2 separate regions of the Hordeum vulgare genome follow, and region 1 is linked to region 2. The links are chromatin contacts, called in public Hi-C maps. All regions are on one chromosome and are shown on one strand. The core of a region is the stretch at or near the end of the contact, and the rest is flanking DNA. Distances in the headings are between cores, read along the strand shown. Region 1 holds the start of LOC123425931 (probable potassium transporter 14). Region 2 holds the start of LOC123425930 (lon protease-like).

What was found. A called contact is a pair of places that touch in the nucleus more often than the background predicts.
Region 1: a contact with region 2 is called in a Hi-C map of leaf, with 4 times the contacts expected there. The contact joins the promoter of LOC123425931 here to the promoter of LOC123425930 in region 2. A contact is called at or near these places in 2 of 6 Hi-C or Micro-C datasets (leaf and seedling).

What each region holds. Positions count from the first base shown.
Region 1 is chr2H:223,818,491-223,825,336 of MorexV3_pseudomolecules_assembly, reverse strand. LOC123425931 (probable potassium transporter 14) reads right to left here and starts at 4,048. Exons shown (of 10, transcript XM_045109696.1): 1 at 3,599-4,048. The coding sequence starts at 3,895.
Region 2 is chr2H:222,839,001-222,845,579 of MorexV3_pseudomolecules_assembly, reverse strand. LOC123425930 (lon protease-like) reads right to left here and starts at 2,641. Exons shown (of 1, transcript XM_045109695.1): 1 at 1,485-2,641. The coding sequence starts at 2,591. The coding sequence ends at 1,731.

The DNA.
Region 1 (6,846 bases), core at 2,799-5,298, 980 kb before region 2:
TTTACCGCTGTGCTAAGGCTCCCCTTCCACGGTTTATCTACAAAGTAACCAAAAAATTATCTCTACTATTAAAGGGGAGTTGGTAGGTCTGCCTCGCTTCTTACCTCGGTTTTTCATCCCCTCATCCCCATCCCCGCTTGGTTTTTTGCAGATTTTGTCGATAATCTCAACCGATGCCACACAAACAAAAAACCAACGTATATAGAGTTCAACAACAACAACAAAGCCTTTAGTCCCAAACAAGTTGGGTAGGCTAGAGCTGAAACCATAACATCTTGCAACCAACTCATGGTTCTGGCACATGGATAGCAAGCTTCCACACACCCCTGTCCATGGCTAGTTCTTTGGTGATACTTCACTCCTTCAGATCTCTTTTTACGGACTCCTCCCATGTCAAGTTTAGTCTACCCCGACCTCTCTTGATATCAGCAAGCTTTAGCAGTCCGCTATGCACTAGAGCTTCTGGAGGCCTGCGTTGAATATGCCCAAACCATCTCAGACGATGTTGGACAAGATTCTCTTCAATCGGTGCTACCCTAACTCTATCCTGTATAGCACCATTCCGGACCCTGCACTTCCTTGTGTGGCCACACATCCATCTCAACATGCGCATCTCTGCTACACCTAACTATTGAACATGTTGCCTTTTAGTCAGCCAACATTCAATGCCATACAACATTGCGGGTCGAGTCGTGGTCCTATAGAACCTACCTTTTAACTTTTGTGGCACTCTCTTGTCGCAAAGAACCCCAAAAGCTTGGCGCCACTTCATCCATCTGGCTTTAATTTAATGGTTCACATCTTCATCGATACCCCCATCCTTCTACAACATTGACCCCAAATATCAAAAGGTGTCCTTTTGAGGCACCACCTGCCCAGCCCATCAAGGCTAACCTCCTCCTCCTCATGCCTAGCAATACTGAAACCGCACTTCTTGTACTCGGTTTTAGTTCTATTAAGCCTAAAACCTTTCGATTCCAAGGTTTGTCTCCATAGCTCTAACTTCCTATTAAACCCCATCTGACTATCATCAACTAGCACCACATCATCCGCAAAGAGCATACGCCATGGGATATCTCCTGGTATATGCCTTGTGACCTCATCCATCACCAAATCAAAAAGATAAGGGCTCAAAGTTGACCCCTGGTGGAGTCCTATTTTAATCGGAAAGTCATCAGTGTCGTCATCACTTGTTCGAACACTAGTCACAACATTATCGTACACGTCCTTGATGAGGGTAATGTACTTTGCTGGGACTTTGTGTTTCTCCCAAGCCCAGCACATGACATTCTGTGGTTGGGACTTTGTGTTTCTCCCAGGCCCACCACATGACACTCTGCGGTATCTTATCGTAGGCCTTCTCCAAGTCAATGAACACCATATGTAGATCCTTCTTTTGCTCCATGTATCTCTCCATGGTCATAACAAGAAAATGGCTTCCATGGTCGACCTCGCAGGCATGAAACCAAACTGAGTTTTGGTCACACTTGTCATTCTTCTTAAGCAGTGCTCAATAACTTGGCCAAATAATCTGAACCAAATTGATACTTTCCTTCCCTTGTCCTACTCATTTCTTTAAAACAAAAAACAGCATCCATTAATTTATGGAAAGTATCATCTAGTGTTGGACGGAAGGATCGCATTAATTATGGAGAGTATCATTCTTTTCTGGTTTTGACTATAGCATGCGTACTGCGGTTAAATACCTCAAGCAAGGATCGCCTTAATTTAGGAAAAGTACCATTTATGTGGGCTCCTCCTAAAATCTCTCGTTTCCTTTCCATCATCTTCACATTTTGTCGCACGATCTTACCCGACGATGTCAATGTGGGACATACCATAGAAAAAAAAACATGTCATCTCTGATGAGGCACTCTTAATTGGTGTTGAATCACTAAAATATGTTTGCTCCCGTTGCAACACACGGGCAATTAGCTAGCAGGAGCAAGAGGATAGTCCATAGATACACTTCTTAGCCTCTGGCCTGACTTCAGATAATTATGGCTTGCAAGTTTGAACTGCCGAGTACTTTATTGAAAACTTCTAACATCCAACACAGTTAAAACTTAGAGCAAATACTTGCAACAAGAGGAATACAGCAAGACCCGAATGAAGAACTTCATTAAACGGGGCTACCAAAGTAGCTGATGCAAAGAAACGAGGGTTTCGCTCGATATTCTAGCATGAATTGTAGCAGAGCAGTCAAATCAGAATTAGCTACTTTTCAGCTTTCCTAAAGAATATTTTTTTCATCAACCTATCATTTAGATATTAAAATTTGTGATTGTAGATGCATCTTGTGTCAAAGTTATTTATATTTTTTTGAAAAATTACATGATCTTTTGGATGTCCATTCAACCTGATTCCTCCTAAAGGGCATAGTGCATATAAGTCGTTCACAACTTGCCATTGCTCATTCCATCACCTCTCTGTTCTTAGGTAATCATAGTGCGCCTTAAAAAAATCATGAGGAATTTAGATTAGGTACCTCAGAAAAGGTAAATCGCAAATCATGCTTCCAAGAACCATAATAAAAAGAAGATAGGAAAAAGGAATTGCCCTCTCTCACTCACCACCAATACCTCTAAATAGACTACCACCCCTCAATGCACGATCTGCCACTTTTTCCAGCATTAATAGCCCCGAAATCCAAATTTGAGCCTGTCGTATGAGGCCAAATGAGTTAAAATAAAGCAATCTCTCTATTCCCCTCTCTGATCCTGCAGTTGTAGCAGCAACAGGCAACAAATAGAGGTGACACGTAGTTGAAGACTAGTCGTGACAAGTTGGCAAGTTGGTGGCATGGCGACACAACTCAATTTTAAAACTTACAACCTTGTTTGATGGATATCTTGAGGTGGAACTAACACTGGAAGTCTGAGCAAACCATCAAATATTTGTTTCAAATGCTTCAGCTTTTGCGAAACACTCATATAAAGCAAGATGAGTATTATAAGGACAATGAACATAACCTAACTTTTCTAAAACAAAATAAATCTTTCATGGAAACAAATTATGCAACCTAATTAGGCCTTCACAAAATTAAGAACAAACTCTAGCTTGCAGACCACAAGTACCAGCATAGATACTACAGAAGGCAACATCATCAAAATTACCGAAGGTTTACTAAACATTTGCACAATGCAGGTTCGTCTGAACAACGATGCAAACACACCTCGCCCGCATGAACAGACGTAAACCACCCAATAGAACCCACACTGCACAAGCAAGCCCGTCTAAAACTGCTACATGCACCGCAGGAACCAACCCAACGAACCTTAACAACCCACTCCAAGCAAAGCAAGCTCATAATCAAATGCACAAACACCTGGTGAGCAACCACACAATACATGGTCTTAACACTCCTAACCCAGTAAAGCTTATCAGCCCCATGCCACAAGCTCGTATAAACAATCGCGCTAAGTAGGAACGTCTAAGTTCTAACACGAGATATCGACCGATCAGAGAGATGGGGGCAAGAAGGCAATCCCACGAACAGCTTGCACGCAGCCTCACCTAGGCAATACCCCAACCACCTAGCGCGCAACGAAATTGAAGCCAATTTAATCAACGCAGTGGGGGCGGATGGGAGGCAGACCTGGTGGCGGTACAGACCGGGGACATCCAGAGCTTCGACGTCGAAGGAGTCGGCGCGCGGGCCGGTGCGCACGAGGCGCTGGCGCAGCAACGCATCCTCCTCATCCTCTTCAGCGTCCGAGTAGCCGCCTCCACCGCCACGGGAGCCCAGGGCGGCCGTGGGGGTGTCTGTCCCGCCGTCACCGTCGTCCGAGCTATCGATCTCATCATCTTCAGAAGCGCCGCCGGAGACCACCCACCGCATCTCCGCCGACTCCGTCTTCGGCAGCCTCCGGCCGCCGCTACTTCCCGTCTCCATTCGGATCGAGGCACACAGCTGAGAAGTGCTTGCGTGGGGTTCTAGAGGTTCGTGTGACACAGGCAGGCCGGCAGGGGTCTGAACTCCGAAGAGGGGAGAGGCGAGGCGAGGCGAGGCGAGGAGAGAAGAGACGGAACTGCAGTTGTAGGATATATACAGCTATGCTGCTGAATTTTGTCCTTTCTTTTTTTTTCTAAAGAAAAAGCCTACGGCGAGCTTTATTCATTTGAAAAAGGGTTGCTGCATCGTTTAGGCTGCTCATGGTCAATGGTGGAGGCAGAATTGAAGCAAGCCCCGAGCCTAAATTTTTTCCGCCATGATTGAAAAACTTAACGTCGACAAGCCTATAGCTACTACAAACGATACCCCATAAAAAATATGGCTCAACTACACAATTTTTTTGTAATTTAAACTCAATGATTCATGATAGAGCAAAAATAAATAAAAACATGGTAAAAATCAGAAAGACAGTATTGTGTGTTACAAAAGAGTGGAAGAAGGGCCAATTACCTCATCAACAGTGGAGGAAGCGCCAATCAGAAAGACAGTATTGTGTGTTATAAAATTAGAAAAACATGGTAAAAATCAATTGTTTGTTTCATTAGTGCCTCCAATTACCTCATCAACAGTGGAAGAAGCGGCAACACCATGGATACATCAAAAGAAAATTTTCATAACTGAAGGCATAAACATAAAATGAGATAGTTATCCTTGATACAAATATGAAATGATAGGCATACCCTGTTCCGAACATGGGTGAAAAGAAAATCTCTCCATCTTCTTTTTCTACAATATGTGAACAGAAATTGACAATTACATAAATTTGAGTTCCACAATACCATGGATACATTACTGAATAAATGCACCAATTATTTTAATTCGAAAATACCATGGTCAGGCACTAGCAGTGGCAGTCGAGCAGAGAGGAGACCGGGGCCGAGCTTGCAGCGTGGTGGCCAAGAGTGGGCGAGCAAACAGAGCACACGAGCAGTCGGGAAGGGACTAAACAGGAGGGCAGTGGCCGGAAGCAGGACGGCGCTACAGCAACAACCTGGACAAGGAGTCGAGGACGACGGCGTCCGGTAGAGGCGGAGGCGCGAGCGCTGGAACATGTGCATGCGTTCTGCTTGAGAATTAGGTCGTGGGGTAGATCGTGCCTCGTACATGCGTGGATGCTGGATCGGTGGTGAGCTGGTGGCGACAGATTTGATTGAAACTGTCCACCAGGCTTTGGACCTCCTTCCTTTTAGTGATTAGCACCCCGGGCCTGTAGAAAAACCTATATAGGTATTAGCTAGATCATTTTTCCACGCCCCGGGCCTGGGCACTGGGTGCCCGGGGCCCAGCTCCGCCCCTGCTCATAGTGGAGACTAACAGATAGTAGTATCATGCATATATTAGTATTGTATGATAATACCTTCATAGTGCATAATATCATAAACTAGTATCATAGGTGATCTCATTTATTGACATGCATGACACATAGTAGCATAGCATTTAACATGATACGGTATCTACCTATGTTACTCTAAGGTTGGTTGTAATGGGTAGTATCATATACTAGTATCCTGCATATGATACTAGTGTATGATATCACATCCGTAATGCATACTATCATATGATAGTTCATTTATTGTCATGCAAGACACATAGTAGCACATCATTTAATATGATACGGTATCATGATATGATAATCAACCCTCTCTTTCTTCATTTAATTCTATGCCACCTCATCAAAATTGCCTAGTTGGCATGCATGATACTACCTATGATGCTACCATTACGGGCAATCTAACCCTCTCTCTCTTCTTTAATGACTTGCCACATCAGCATGTTTGCTAGTTCCAAGACTATGATACTAGCTATGATACCCCCACAACGGCTAGCCTTAATGATTTATATAGTACTTCCTCCGTCTCAAAATAAGTGTCGCAAATTTAACACTAAATTGGTACAAATTTTGTACTAGACCAACAACACTTATTTTGGGACGGGGGGAGTACTAAGTACAGTAGTATAGACATGAGTAGCTCAATTGACTTCGGAAGCTCATGAGCAGTTCCATTGACCTTTCTGTGGTAATGTTTAATCACGATCTTTATAAAACCCCATGATACGTCTCAAACGTATCTATAATTTTTGATGGTTTCACGATGTTATATTGTCTTCTTTGGTTGTTTTATGTACCTTTTATATCTTTTTTGGGACTAACTTATTAATTCAGTGCCAAGTGCCAGTTCCTATTTTTTCCGTGTTTTTGACTCTTTTCAGATCTGATTTTGGAACGGAGTCCAAACGGAAGAAAAACCCCGAAATGATTTTTTCCCGAACGGAAGAAGACCAGGGGGCTTTTGGGCCAAGCCAGGTGGGCTCCAGGGAGCCCACAAGCCCCCACTCCGCCACCAGGGGGAGGCGGCGGTGGGTAGGCTTGTGGCCTCCCTGGCCGCCCCCTGAACTAGGTATTTGGCCTATAAATTCCCAAATATTCCGCAAAAAATCAGGGGAGCCTCGAAAGTACTTTTCCGTCGCTGCAAGCTTCCGTTTCCGCGAGATCTCATCTGGAGACCCTTCCCGGCGCCCTGTCGGAGGGGACTTTGGAGTTGGAGGGCTTCTTCATCTCATCATCATCGCCCCTCAAATGACTCGTGAGTAGTTCACTTCAGACCTACGGGTCCGTAGTTAGTAGCTAGATGGCTTCTTCTCTCTCTTGGATCTTCAATACAAAGTTCTCCATGATCTTCATGGAGATCTTTCCGATGTAATCTTCTTTGGCGGTGTGTTTGTCGAGATCCGATGAATTGTGGATTTGTGATCAGATTATCTATGATATATATTTTAGTCTTTGTTGATTTCTTATATGCATGATTTGATATCCTTGTAAGTCTCTCTGAGTCTAGGGTTTTGTTTGGCCAACTAGATCTATGATTCTTGCAATGGGAGAAGTGCTTGGT
Region 2 (6,579 bases), core at 1,392-3,891:
ACCACCTTTTCCATGTGGTTACGTGTGCCCCTGCTTCTGAGAAAGTACTAATATTCGGCAATTTGGATAAACCAAGTTAATTCCCAACAATTGCTAACAAAGAACAAGTACCTCCCATAGAAATTTGGCAACCTTAAACCGGAGATCTCACACATGTGTTATTCGTGAAATGCTTATGGATTATGATGAAACAGATTTTGCAAATCGTTCAACAAATACAATGTTCACAAATGCATCAAAGCTACTGGTACACAGGACATAAGATGAAGCAAATCCAGCAAAATTATATATCTGAATAAATTACTACAAATTATGCATCTGCAGAACTACTGGATCCACACATACACAATCGTTCATAAGATTGGAATTCAAAAAGTCATGTTTATATTACTAGAAAAACTCGCAGAAAACTACTGGTACAAAGGACATAACATTAAGCAAATCCAGCAGAATTGTATATGTTTCGACTGTTCAACTACAACTGATAAATATGAATTATGAACAGCCACCACAATAGGATCAGGATGCTACTCTAGACCAAACTGAACCAGAACAGGCGATGCAATCTTTAAACGGCTTCCTCTATGTGGCTAGTCCAATGGAAAAATCATTAACACGCAAAAAACATCTGTAGCCTGAAGAGTACCTTCTTTCAAAATGAAAATGCAGAAAACATCTGTACAGAGATTCAACATCTGCAGCCAGTAGATACACTCTCACTTGATGGCAGGAAAGAGTGCTGCATTTTCACCTGGATGCAAAGAGTGTTGCTATGCTACCATCATCATGGCATCCGAATTTGAATCACCTTTTATTGGACGATATTTCTAGAAAAACGGAACGTGGGAGAAAACAAGTCACCTGTTACGGGATCATACACTAAAAAAACATAGGAGATATAATGACTCCCTCTTTTCATAATTCTTGTTGTGCGTTTAGTTCAAATTAGTATGGAACGAAGAGAGTATTAAACAGATGGATGCATATATGTAAGGTCACACAGACACAATTGACGATGAATAAACCTGCTAAAGCATCGTACATCACATAATTACTCCATTCTTACTCCGTTCACTTTTATAAGTCATTTCAGACAACTGAAATTGAGCTGTTTTGCACGCTGTCTGAAATGTCTACAACGCCTTATAAAAGTGAACAGATGGAGTAGCTTTCTATTGGAACTACTCCCTCCGTTCCTAATATAAGTCTTTCTAGAGGTATAAGTTTTTCTAGAGGTTCTACTAGGTGACTACATGCGGATGTATATAGACATACTTTAGAATGCAGATTCACTCATTTTGCTTTGTATGTAGTTCCTTAGTGAAATTTCTTAAAAGACTTATATTTAGGAACGGAGGGAGTATTTCATTGCATAACTGAAACTAAAATTATATGGTAAGCCAATCATGTCAGACAACATAATTCCAATTGAGAAATGGCAGTCTACACTCGAGAGAGCTGACCAATGAGTAAATACCGTCCTATTTCACACTGAATGCATCGCTTTCATTGAGCAAAATGCTTATCATTACCATGGATCATCATCATAGCTCCGCATTTTTCTTTGAGTTAATACACATGAATTATACGTACAATTTTACACGCTAAACTACCACATTGAAATAATAAAGCCTACCCGTGCAATTATAAGGAAAGTGGGAAAAAGGGAGGTTTAGTCCTTATCGGCGAGCGAGATGGGACAGAGGCCAGAGGCGAAAGGGGGGGATGCTTCACCCCGACGACGGTGACGAGGGGAAGACGTCCTTGACAGCAGACGCGGCGGTGAGGTAGTTGAGAGTGTTGCGGAGCGTGTCCCGCTCCCGTCGCAGGCGCGCGGCGGTGTCCTCAAGCTCGAGCAGCGCCTGCTGCTCCCTGGGCGCGCCCTCGAAGGTGTTGCCCACGTAGAAGGAGAATGGGGTGGGGAAGAGCCCCCGGCGCAGGTCCCCGACCTCCTTCTCGGGCTTGCCGTTGAGGCGGTTGGCGATGCGTATGACGTCGCGCATGAGCGCCTCGACCTCGACGGCGAGCGCCTCGGCATCCTCCCCGGGGGCCGGCGTCTCCGCGGGCGGGCGGTCCTCGAGCCACTGCACGGCGGCGACGAGGTAAGGCTTGTTGCGGACGATGCGGGCGACGCGGAAGCGCTCCTGGCCCTTGCAGATGAGGAAGAAGCGGTCGTCGGCGAGGCGCTCGTGCTTGACGACCTCCCCGACGCAGCCGACGTCGGACGCGCCGTCGGAGCCGGCGAAGACGATGCCGAAGCGGAGGTCGGTGTCGAGCACGGTGTGCATCATGATACGGTAGCGGAACTCGAAGATGTGCAGCGCATGGGTCGCGTCCGGGAAGAGAACGAGCGGGAGAGGGAACAGAGGGAGCTCCACAAGGCCATCGTCGGGCTCGGACGGGTACTGGTCGGGCGACGGCGATGGCGACGACCCAGGCCCTGACGCGGCGAGGAGGCGGCCTCGGCGGCGGTGGCCGGAGGCGTGGAGGCGGGGCGTTGTGCGGAATGCATGGGCAGGGGAGGCGGCGAGGTGGAGGTGGAGGTGGGGGTGGGGGCGCGGGGAGGGGAGGATTTGGGGGAGGAGAGCCATTGGGGAGTGGAGGGATCTTTTCCCCACGGTGGTGAGGAGGGGAACGTGTGGATACGGGGAGGTGATTTTTCAGAGGTTTTCTTGTTATGGGGAAGAAGGGTGGGGTCTACGGGCAGAGACAGGGTTAATATGAGTCGGGTGCGGTGGGGTGATGGCGTGGAGCAGACCACGTGCAGGCTTATCCGCCTGGAGCAGCTCGCGCTCGATGTGGGACACCGCTTTTCATTTTTTATTTTTTATTTTATGAAATGCAATTTTTAGGGCTTTTCCCCACGGTCGTGAGATTCTTCCTACCGGCCAGGCCCATCTAAGGGGCATTCTGCGTTTTAGTTTCAGAAGTAGCTTCCCGAAACCATTAATTAAGGAGTAAACGTGATCCGCACGCGCTGAACACTGATTGAACATGCAACATTTTTTCGTCTAAAATGTTGCTATTTTTCCTACATTTGTTCAGTAAAAAAACTGCATATATGTTTGGTTACAACTTCAGTTCACCGGATTTTTCGTTACAATCGATGTTTTTTACTTTTGCTACAGCCGTGTTAATTTTTGCTATGACCGACATCATTTTTTGCTGTAATTGTTCACTAAAAAGTTGCATACACGTTTACGTAGATATTTGTTACAACCGGCGTTTGACTTTTGCTACCACGCATCATTATCTTCGTTTTTTTGCTATGATCACGTAGATATTTTTTGTTCTATAAATTTTGTTTTTTGTCGCAACCGTCAAAAAAATTGTTGCATCGCGTCGAATTTTTGCTACATCGGGAAAAAAAATTGCATGAAGATCCAACGGTGCGGACACGCGGGGGTTCATGGATCGTGCGGCCCGCGCGCGGCCGGCCGAAAGTTTCGACCGGCGCAGAGCACTGTCCATTTTTAAAGATTATTTTTTTTTATAGGTTGTGATAAATGACACATTAAATGTGTGTCATTTGTTGTAACATGGAATTTTTTTTCAAAAATCCTTATTTTGAAAATATTTTATCTTGTAAACCGTGCATAGAAATCTTTAAAACTATATCTCATGTTGATAGATTTTGACGAACTTTTTATTTAATGAAAAAAACAAAACCTAAGAGACCGTGCCTCTCGTGATAGAAAAAATAGTAAACATATTTATTTTTTTCTTTTCCGAGAGGCACGACTGTGCCTCTCACGAAGGTAAAATCGTGCATCTCGCAAAAAAATGCGTTTTCCGCTTTTTGAGACGTACGGGTCTGCCTTTCACAAAGGCAAAATTGTATCTCTCACAGAAATAAAACCATGCCTCTCGCAGGAAAATAATAATCAAAAATCATGTTTTTCCCCTTTTTGAGAGGCACGGAAGGTAAAATCGTGCCTCTCGCGGAAACAAAAACGTGCCTCATGTAAAAGCAAAAACCGTGTCTCTTACAAAAAAAAGTATTTTTTCGTGCATTTATTTTTTTATCATAAAAACTAAAAAAGACCGATGAAAACCGAAACACAAAATATCAGAAAAAAACAAATCTAAAAAGCAGAAAACGCGTGAGGAAAAAAATCAGAGGAAGTGCTCAGAGCGCGGCATGTGGTGACGGCTGAGAACATGCCAAGTGACATCGCATGGAAGTATTCGCTGGGATGCTTCTGAAGGAACGCTCGATAACTAATTACTCTCGAAGCTTCCTTCCGGCCCACATGAAATACACGCTAGGTCCCCTATTCGGGAGGTCCTATATAATGCTCTTTGCATCAAGCTAATGCTGTTTCGCACAAAACCTTTACTTGGCGGGCTTTCTAGGATGTTTTCTGTTTCTGCTGTTTCGCGAGCAAGCAAACGAGAACTCAGTGTTTGTGTTTGATTCCTTCTGTTTCTTTTTTTATATTTATTTCTTTTTTTCCTTTCAAATTTCAATGTTTTATTTTTAAAAAAATATGTTCCTGTTCAAAAATTCTTCATAAGTTTATGAAAAAAATCTTGTTTTTGAAAAACCAAATTTCAAAAAATGACATATTTTCAGAAACTGTTCATAAATTTAAAGATGTTCTGGATTTTTTTTAAAAAGTCCTTTCTTTTTCCAAAATTATTGTCAATGCTTTTGTTAACAAAATTCACAAAATTTAAGAAAATGTTCTGACTTTCAAAAAATGTTCCTGTTTTCAGAAATTGTTATTAAATTGTAAAAAATGTTGGTGTTTTTATTTTTCCAGAGATTCAAAAAGATATCTCAAAAAATAATAAAGCAAGAAACAATGGAAAAATGTGAAAATAAGCACATTTTCTGAAAAATGTAAACAATTTAAACAGGAATTTTTTTTGAAATCCTAGTCATTATTTGAAATTTTCGAAAAAAATGGAAGAAAAAACTCTTGAAGATTTTTTACAAAATGAGAACATTTTCCGAAATTCCCTAACAGTTTTTGGGAAATGCGAACATTATTTGAATTGTTCCACAATTTTTGCAAACATGAACATTTTTTTGAAGAACAAACATTTTTATGTTTCCAAAGAATGTTCGGAACATGAATTTTGCAAAATAAACTAAAATATACTTGAAAAGAGATAAAGAAAATTGTGAACATTTTTTGAAGCGGGAACATTTTTTTAAACTCCTAAAAAATATAAACATCAGCATTGTAACAATTTTCCTGACGGAGACCTTCTTAACTGCAACCTTAAGAAAGGGAGCTCTTATTCATGGTAGAGTCTTGGGAGTGGTATTCGGTCTTTCAAGCGAGGGCATATTTGGAGAGTTGGTGATGGATCGCAAATTAATATCTCGAATGAACCTTGGATACCAACCAGCCCTACACGCAAGGTAATGACACCAAGAGGTAATATTGTGATCACAAAAGTTTCTGAGCTTATTGATACACATAATAGAGTGTGGGATGAACACTTGATATCGAAGTTGTTTTGGCCTATGAATGTGCAACACATATTAAATATCCCATTGGCTTTGGAATGATGGATGATTTTGTATCATGACAATTTAATAGGGGTGGCAATTTTTCGGTTAGATCGGCATACCATGAAGAATGGAAGCATCAAAACAGACGAAAGTTGAGGATGACTAACTCTATACAAGCCTCAAGTACTAGTCCAGTTTGACGTATCATTTGAAAATTGCGTGTGCCCGCAAAAATTAAAATACATGTATGGAGATCATTGCTTGGAGCTATCCCCTGCAATAGAGTCTTCGCAAATAGACATGTCATCACGAGCTCTTAATGTCCCCTTTGCACTTTGGATTGTGAAAACATTAGACATGCCATGTTCCTGTGTCCTCGAGTACAATAGAATTGAAGGATCTTGGGGCTTCAAGCTGTGGTACATGAGGTATGTTCAATGGAGAGGGAAGGTGGCTCAGTGTTGGCTGATCTGTTACTGTCAACGAATACTACCATGTCCCATGTGACCAACGTGGAATGCAATGATCTTGTGGCCACTGCAGTATGGTATATATGGTGGGAAAGGCACCGCTACACTCATGGTGAGCATGTCTATGAATCAAGCAGGTCACCACAAGCAATATCAGCTCTCCTAAAAACTTTTCCAAGGCAAAATAGAAGCAAGCAAAACTGAAGAGACATGGATGGATTAAGCCACCTGATGGGGTCATAGTCCTAGGGTAGGGTCATAGGCCTGTCCTACAGGTCCTATCCAAGGCCTACCCCACGCAAGAGACAGGACCTTAAGTATGCCCGACTGTATTAAGGTGCCCCCATCATCCAGTCGGTAACGGGCCCAGAACCATCCAGTCGGAGACTAAGACTCGGAGGACACCGGACCTACCGACTGGATACATTCGGTGCGTCGTAACCTCCCTGGAGGGAAACTGCCGTACGTTTCCAGGTGCACTAACTAGCATTTATAGCATACGTTACCTGTAACGCATGCATTCAATCGCCACTACTCCACCCTTGAATCAGAACCGTTGTGGAGGGCAGCGCACTCTATATAAGCCACCCTCCCCCACTGGTAAAAGGGTTAGAAAAACATTGTACTCCATATTACACTCGG